Regions from separate parts of the Mus musculus genome. Here region 1 is linked to region 2. The links are chromatin contacts, called in public HiChIP or PLAC-seq maps. All regions are on one chromosome and are shown on one strand. The core of a region is the stretch at or near the end of the contact, and the rest is flanking DNA. Distances in the headings are between cores, read along the strand shown. Region 1 overlaps Micu1 (mitochondrial calcium uptake 1). Region 2 has its middle 13 kb from the start of P4ha1.

Region 1 (4,584 bases), core at 1,932-4,431, 450 kb before region 2:
TAGGTTAGTGCTGGACCCAAACTCCCTAGAAAACAAGCCCCTGCCCCCAACAGTCCTGAGCTTGGCGGCCATCTTGGTTGTAGTCACATAGTTATCGTAAGTGGCCTTATTGCTCCATGTAAAACAATGTCAAGCACACGTTTGGAAAGAATAAGTCAACATAGTAGTTTCATTCCCTCCCATTTGGAAAAAATAGAGCAAGGGACACATGTGAGGAAAAACAGAAAGTTCCTTGCGAGAATCTCTGCTCACCCCCTTGACTAACACAGCTACTGCCTCTCAGGAAGCCCTGTGAGAAAAAATTTTCGTCTCAAATTGGAGATCAAGCATTAAGAGCTATTCATGAAAGACTTATGGGGCTGAAGATGTAGCTTGGCTGGAAGATGCTGGGTTCAAGCCTGGCAGTGCATAATGGGTGCGGTGGGCCACACCTGTAGTCTTCACACTTGTGATCCTAATGACATGACTCAGGTTTAGAGACTTTAACTGCCCAGGGGAATGGACCCACTGTGCTCCGACTCCACAGCCCTATCACGGACCTCTCAACTTCATATGCTATGACCAGCCTAGGGGCACACGGGGGTCCATGTTTGTAATTTCTGAAGATGTTACTGAGGGCTGGAAAACTTAGCTCACTATGGTGGAGCTTTGGGGCTTAGCTAGCTTGCCTCGGCTAACTGGAGGAAAAGCTGAGCCAATGATTAAGTGTGCCTTTACTTATTAGCCAAGCATCTACTTCATTCATTTTCAAAATGTGCATCGCTTCAAAAAGAAAATGTTCTTCCATACTCTTAAAGCTGCCTACTCTCAAAGAACCAGTTTCCCAGTCTCTGTAGTGCCAGCGAGCATCGCAGACACTTAGAACAAGTTGCGGACCTGCGTCTACAGAATGGAGGACGCTTGTTTTGAGTAGCTCTTCTAGAATCATGACAGTGTGGCCTTAAACATGCTCGTATTCAAGTAACATGACAAAGGAAGTCAGTCTAGAACAAAGTCCTCTGACGTCAGAGTGAGCAGCCAACATTGTTCCATGATGAAAAGCCAGGAATGGGGCGTCGTCAGAGAGGTGATGGCCAGTTATGATTATGCTTCAAATAAACAATGGAACATCAGATGGGTTTGGTTGATCTCAAGGTCAAACATAACATAACCTAAAATAAAAATGTATCTAAAGGCGTACTAGTAGGAGTCTGAGCATTTGAGGCAAGCAAGTGAATGACATCCTTTTGGGGGAGTTAATGACTGCATTATCATTCTGTTTTCAACCTGAATAACCAAAACTTGTTAAATCCACAGACTTTAGGAGTGGTGGAACTGGAGAGACTGGAAAGAGACCTCGGATACTCCTCATGGCAATGCACTGAGTACCTGATGTCATCAGTGAGCTGGCCTGAAGAACAGTGTACTATGCTAGCAGGACGCGGTGCTGGGCTTTCTACAGGCAGTAGGAACAGCATGCAAAGAGCAGATCCTGCAGAAAGATACGCAAGGGTCCACCTTCTCTAACAAGGGGTCTGCTGCTCTCATGGGCAGCTTAAAAGATACGTACTGGTGTCAGCAAGACAAGCACTGTTTCTAGAAACTAATATGAACAATTCCCTCAGCATCTTTTAAAAGAAAAGCCTATGCTTAATACAAATTCACAAGATATTTTGAAGGATGCAGTAAAAACTGATTTAAAAGTAGTTAATATCTCAAATTTTTAATTTTAGCAAAACAGTTTCTACATATTGCATTCAGATACTGATTCTAGAAACTCAGAAAAGGTTCAGGAAAATATGGATAGAAAAATACAGACTACTTCAAAATTTACGTGTTCCTCCTTATACAGAGGCACTAATCTGCAAGTGGCGTAATGGCTGATTCCCAACCTCTGGTGAAGCAAAACTAGTACTTCCTGTACTGAAAGCATCAGTGACTGGTGCTGAGCACTGAGGGCTGCAGGCTCCAGAGACTTCTAGCACTTGCTAATTCTTCTCTCTTCTCCTCACTCTTGCTGTATGGATCTCCTGGAAGGCAAGTCTTTCCAAATCGAAAGCACATGGTTATTAATGAAGAGAAAGGGCTTTTCGCTGCCTCTCATTTGTCTAACTGCACTGAGAGCCATGGGAAGGGCTTTCTTGTGGGACTGGGCCTCAACCCTTTCTTTTTTAAAGGTTTGGAGTGCTATGGCAAGGCCCAGTTCAGGGCTTGTCCTTGGTAGGCAAGGAGATCGAGCCCAGCTATGTTCTCTACTGGCTAGCACTTGTTTGTACCTTAGCTGTTCTGACACAAAATCCCAGAATTTGAAGCATTGAAATTTGAAGCAGTAAATTCTTTTGATGCAAATTTTAAAGTATTTGTTTGTTTCAGAATACCGTTAATGCCACAGTTATGTGGAACTACTAAAATCCACCCCATTTTAAAACAGGAACACAGGGGGCAATGCACTATGAAAAGAAAGATTACTCCTGCGGTCCTCATTAACTATATCACCAATTACTTCAAATCAAATGATGCTGCTATTTAAGTTGAATTTAGATTTTTTTTTTATTGCAGCCAACCATCAAAAATGCAAGAGTAATTTTAAATGAATAAAATTTAAAAATTTATAATCTGTAGTTGAGAGTCCCTGCAGAAATCAATTTAAAATGCCTGTGTTCTGCCTGTCTTTGGTCATCTCCCGGCCAGCTCTACCTACATGTTCTTCCCATGTGTCTGCTTATTTCCCCAAGCTACAGTCATTCCCTGGCTCAAAGGGGCAAAGTAATAAAGTCTAAATGAGCCACCAGCTTCCTCTTAAGCTATTTTATTGAGCAAAGATCAACCAAGCAATGGCTTATTTGCACTGATTAAGAAATTTCAAAAGAAAAAAATGCATCTATTCATTCAAACTGTCGCCTGTTCCTATGATAGTTTAGGAACAAAACAACCCAAACAATACTAACATTTAAATGACCAATTAATTAAAATCTGATGCAGTGTAATGCCTACAAACATTTCTTATCCCTGTGTGTTAACAGCTACTGATGAAATTTCCCTCTGAGTTAGAGCGGGTTCTACATTCTCAAGGACCGTGCAGTGTTTGAATTGTCATATTAGAGATAAAACAGGAAATTTAAGTCAGGGATGGAAACCACTGTGCAGGGAGTAGGGAGGCCAGAGGCATGCACCGACCCCCAGCCTCGGAAGCATTAACATGGATTCCAGAGCAGTGATTAATCGAAAGCACATGCTGCCGAGTCAGTACCTGCCAGAACTCCTGATCAGAAGGAGAGAGAAAGAAAAACAAATCGACAGTGATTATATGAACAAGCCCACAAATCAAACACATATATCACAAAACGCAACATATGAAGGAACAATAACAACCTGTGAAAATGATCACTGTAAACCTGAAAATACAAGAAGAAACACACGAAAATGTTCTAGCCATCACCCGTTAGGCACAAGAAAACAAAGATCTACAACACAACCTCCCGGCACCAAATCACAGAGAATGTGAGTCAACATGTTTTTTTAAAAAGAGTTGTAAAGATTCCACGTCGTCCCCAGGGTGGTCAAAGCATTTCTGGAATGGAAGTTTCCTATTGGGATGTCTCGTAATTTTAGGGGGACGTAGCTTCAACTTTCTGGCAAACTGCCTGCTGTGTCATTCACTCCAACACACAACCCACCAAAGCCGGATGAGTTCAGAGAACTGGTAGCCGTTCAGCGGAGCAGTTCGGGAGGGAACCTGAACCTTCTATTATGTTCCACTGAAGCGGGGTGGGGTGGGGTGTCCTGTGTAATGAAGGCTGTCACCGTGTTGGCTGCCATCTGAGGGAGTAGTTCAGGTCAGTTAATTTAGCCAGGCTCTGCTCCAAATATCAAGCGGCTTCAAAAAGCTTTTTTTACATCAGTAAACTTCATTGGCTGTGGAATAAAATTTGGTTGAAACTTACCGCTCTTTCCAAATCAAGCTCAGTTATCATTCAGAAAGTTCTTGAATGAAAAGCAAGCATCACTAGCGATTTACACGTCTGCAGTGGGGGCTGCCGAGGCCCAGAGGAATCTACAGTAGAGGGGTGGGGTGGAATGAGCTCCGGTGAACAGCGGAGTTTGCCTCTCCGCTGGGCAAATGGAGTCTTTATACAAAATAACCAGTCAAGGACAGCACAGGGAGACTTTTCTAGGTGCCTGAACTAAGGAGAGAACAATTACCCACAGGGTATGGGGCCGCTAAAACCCACGAAAGATGGCGTACACGTTAGTGGGAGGTCCTTCCATAAAATGAGCACAGGCTCATAACCATGTCAAACAGCTACGAACTGTCCTCACTGCCCCAGTTCTCTGGCAAGGCAAGAGACACTCAGCTAAGGGTGCTGCTGCCCCTCGGCTGTACAGAAGAGCCACTGTCTGAACGAGGGCACGACAGTCTGAGGTCCACACTCTTGCTCTGCTGCGCACCATGCTACCCCGTGACACAGAGCTGTATCTCTCACCCCGGTTCAGCATGCTTTATAACAGCTACTGGTCACTTACACATGGCTATCAGATGCGGGAGCGCACACCACGGAAATAAATGCCTTGGAAAAGAAAGAGGTCACACGCCAAAGCTAGATT
Region 2 (4,138 bases), core at 594-3,093:
TGGCCCCTTCCCAAAGCATAGGTGGGGTAGCTCAAAGTTACACACAACAGGGCCAGGGTGCAATAACTAGTAAAACATTAGTTTTTGAGCATGTCAGACAGCTAAGGCCACATGGTAACTACATCCTCTTAATTCCAAGAAGAATTATAACACATGACTTAGACTTCAGAAGATGAACTGGAAGTCAGCAGAATTTTTAATGAACCCTTGACAGTCAAATGAAGGCAAGCATTTTTTATTTTTTATTTTTTTAGCTTTCTGACTGTCTAGTAGTATAGGACCATACTATTGTACCCAGCTCCTAGGACTCTATAATCAGTCATCAGATGAAATCTTAATCAGGGTTACTATTACTGTGATAAAACACCATGATCAAAGAAACTTTGGGAAGACAGGGTTTATTGGGTTACACTTCCACATCACATCACTGTTCATCATCAAAGAAAGTCAGGACAGGAACTTGTAGTGTGAAATAATAATAAATAAAAAATGCAATCCATGCTATCACTGGCAAGACACCAGTGGGCTTTGTTCTCATCTTGGCAGACTCTCTGACCCGAGGTTCTGAAATCTCTCCACCCAGCTCGATAAGTTCCCACTGGTGGGTCATTACCACGCCAGCCCCACGCTTCCAAATTCCCATGGCCTTTTGGGGTGTACTTCTTGCAAACCCACACTTTGCTGCCAAATCTTTCTCTCTGGAACCTAGTTGAGTCATCGTGTGAAGGAAAACAGCACACAAACTTAGTTCAGAATTAATAGATAACTCAATTGTTGGGTGCAGCAACTTGCATCCTAATTTTGTAAGCTATACTAAATATAACTCCTTCAGTGGCAGATCCATCAGGATCCTCAAACAGAACAGGGACCTGGAGGCAGGAGCTGATTTAGAGGCCATGGAGGGATGCTGCTTACTGGCTTATTTCAATATGGTTCTCTCAGCCTTCTTTCTTATAGAATGAAGGATCAGCAGCCCAGGGACAGCATCACCCATAATGCGTTGGGCCCTCTCCCATCAATCACTAATTTAAAAAATGCTCTACAGCCAGATCTGAGGAAGGTATTTTCTCAACTGAGGTTCCCTCCTTTCAGCTAAGTCATAAAACTAGCCAGCACCCATGGTATCATATTGATTAATTTTGAAGATAAGGTTTTGCTCTATAGAATAAGCTAGACTTGAACTTTCAGCAATCCTATTGCTAGCTCCAGAGTGCAGGGAAACAGGTATGCACTACACTCCCCAGCTGCAAATGCAACAGACTCCAAAAGGAGGGTACCTGTCTCCCCAACAGGGAAATAGTGTTGTCAGGAGCATAATTGCCTTCTACAAAGTAGTCGTTAACATGATGAAATCTATCTTAATGACTTATAGATTCAGCAAGTATTTGAGCACATACACTGTGCTAGGACTTGGATCAGTGTTATAAACATGGCAGTGGTTATGTCATAGGTATGTATGGTATGTGGTGTATAACTACTGTGCTAACCTCACAGGTCTCATTTCTCCTCTTCCATCAGGTTCGGTGGCAATGCAGCTAGCATCTTTTGAACATACGAAATCATGGGTATTAGGTATCCAAGTGTTGTAATTAGCAGGTGGAGATCTAACTGCTATGCTGTGGAGTGTACAAAATGCTTGGCATTTAACATTTTGGTGAAACCCAGTTACATTTGAGAAGAATGATCCTGTTCAGAAACAGACTCTGACTTGGCTGTCTGAAAGATTTGTAGAGCTTGGCAGCTCCACACATTCTTCCACCCAAATGAACTTATCAAGAGTTCAAACTCACCCGGCAAGAATGCCAGAAATCTCAGTTCTCTATCCAGTGAAGTGAAACGGAGTTTCAGAGAGGAAGGAGGCTCTGGGACTGAGATTCAGTGGGCTGGATGCCTGGTTGGCCACTGAGCATGTAGAGGAATCCCTTCATTAACCTCTCCTTTGCTGAATTGCCTTCCTTCCTCCAATGGTTGCAATAGTGTGCCTTGTCCTAATAAGATCCCGCAATTCACATTTTGACCTTGGAATATGTTAAATGCTCATTGTGGTCCTGACTTCCAGCTGAGTATCACTTTAATCTTGGTATCTGTTTAGCATTACTTCCTGTTTGGAGAGATAGTGTTGGGAGTGTATAACATTGCAGTCTGCTGTTAAGTGGGAATATGGGGGAGGGATAAGATGAGCAAGGCCTTGATTCATATTCAGGCTGCCTTCAAGCTCTCCCAGTCCTTCCTCTGCCTCAAAAGAGATAGGGTCACAGGTGTTTACCACCAAATTTGTTCCTGCAGTTTGCTTTAGAAGAGAAACATAGGAGCCTCCACGTTTTACATTGTCATTGTCAAATGGACAGGGCTCTTTGCCAAAGGCCTAAAGTTGTCTGGCCCTCAAGTAAACCACTTCCTCCTCCCGTCTGCTAAGGGCTACTCCTTGTTCTACATAACATAAAACAATATTCAGCAGTCTGCTTAAGGCTTAGAGAATAAGCTTCCAATTTTCCAGTGTGTGGCAGTGTTTATGTTTTTGTTTGAAGCAGGGTCTCAGGTAACTTAGACTGCCTTGCAGTTTCTGTAGATGACCTTGAACTTCTGATCTTCCAGCCACTTCCTTCACAGTGCTGAGATTAGAGGTGTGGGCCACCATGTCTAATTTATGCACTTCTAGGGATAGACCCCAAAAGCCTCCTCTCCTGCACGCTAAGTAAACATTCTACCAACTAAGCTACACCCCTGGCCTTCTATGCCTTTCTCCCTGATGTCCCTTCTTGAAATGTATCAAAGACTGATTAAGTAAGCTGTGATCTCCCATACTTAATGCTCACCCCCTTTACTTGTCTGCATACGCAACACAAACATGCACAAACGCTGTAGCCTTTCATGGCAGAAACAGTTATCCACCAATGGATCTCCAGCTCTAACATGATGCTTGGCATGTGATAGGCTTCAACAAGTATCTGTTGGCTCAATGAATGGTTGTATCTTTAAATACACAATTGTCTTTATTTTATTTTATTTTTTATTTTTTATATGTATTTATTTATGTTATGTATATGAGTATACTGTCACTCTCTTCAGACATACCAGGAAAGGGCATCAGATCCCATTACAGATGGTTGTGAGTCACCATGTGGTTACTGGGAATTGAACTGAAGACCTCTGGAAGAGCAGTCAGTGCTCTTAACTGCTGAGCCATCTCTCCAGCCCGACTGTTTTTCTTTAACTACCAAAAGACTAGGCTGGAATTCACTGACTTGACAATTCAGTGGTAGCACACACCTTTTATCCCAGCACTCTGGAGGCAATGGCAGGTGGATCTCTGAGTTTGAGGCCAGCCTGGTCTGCAGAGTGAGTTCCAGGACGGCCAGAGCTACACAGAGAAACCCTGCCTTGAAAACAAACAAACAAACAAACAAACAAAAACAAAAGCCCAAACACAGCGATGTGCTGTAACAGAGTGGAGACTGCCATTCCACAGTGCCCTCTTGTGGTGCCTGTTGTGCCATGGTGGCATGGCCAAATGTCTTCACTCACACTTCTATCTAACACTTCATCATCAAAAGCAGTTGTTGCAGGAATTCAAACAGGGCAGCAACTTATAGGCATAAGCTGATACAGAGGCCATGGAGGAGTGCTGTTTACTGTCTTGTTCCTCAAGGCTTTCTCAGTCTGCTTTATTATAGCACCCTGGACCACCAGACCAAGGGTGGCACAAAACACAACAGGCTGGGCTATCCCTACAGGCTTGCCTACAGTCTAATCTTACAGAGGCATTTTCTCTATTGAGGATCCTTCCTTCAGATGACTGTAGCCTGTATCAAGTTGACATAAAACTAGCTAACACAGGCACACAATTCACACAAGAGCCATGTCACAACATTATGTGTACTGGGTGGTTTTGTGTCAACCTGACACAAGCTAAAGTGTCAAGGAAATCTCAGTTAAGAAAATATCTCCTGGGCTGGTGAGATGGCTCAGTGGGTAAGAACACCCGACTGCTCTTCCGGAGGTCCAGAGTTCAAATCCCAGCAACCACATGGTGGCTCACAACCATCCATAACGAGATCTGACTCCCTCTTCTGGTGTAGACAGCTACAATGTACTTACATATAATAATAAATAAATCTTAAAAAAAAAAGAAAATATT

What was found. HiChIP or PLAC-seq counts read pairs in DNA pulled down with a chosen protein or histone mark.
Region 1: a contact with region 2 is called in an H3K27ac HiChIP or PLAC-seq map of the NIH/3T3 cell line, with 4 times the contacts expected there. The contact joins two enhancer-like sites. A contact is called at or near these places in 1 of 115 datasets of contacts at active chromatin or transcription factors (the NIH/3T3 cell line) and 1 of 9 other capture datasets (embryonic stem cells).

What each region holds. Positions count from the first base shown.
Region 1 is chr10:59,755,363-59,759,946 of GRCm38.p6, reverse strand. All of the region lies in intron 5 of Micu1 (mitochondrial calcium uptake 1), which reads right to left. Among named protein-coding and RNA genes, the nearest start is that of Gm17059, 43 kb to the left of the region's middle. Within about 2 kb of position 3,181, at least 50 of the 459 cell types and tissues checked have an H3K27ac peak or open chromatin away from gene starts, as enhancers often do. A contact at or near this core is called in the NIH/3T3 cell line, where this site is marked.
Region 2 is chr10:59,308,561-59,312,698 of GRCm38.p6, reverse strand. No RefSeq gene overlaps it. Among named protein-coding and RNA genes, the nearest start is that of P4ha1, 13 kb to the left of the region's middle. Within about 2 kb of position 1,843, at least 57 of the 459 cell types and tissues checked have an H3K27ac peak or open chromatin away from gene starts, as enhancers often do. A contact at or near this core is called in the NIH/3T3 cell line, where this site is marked.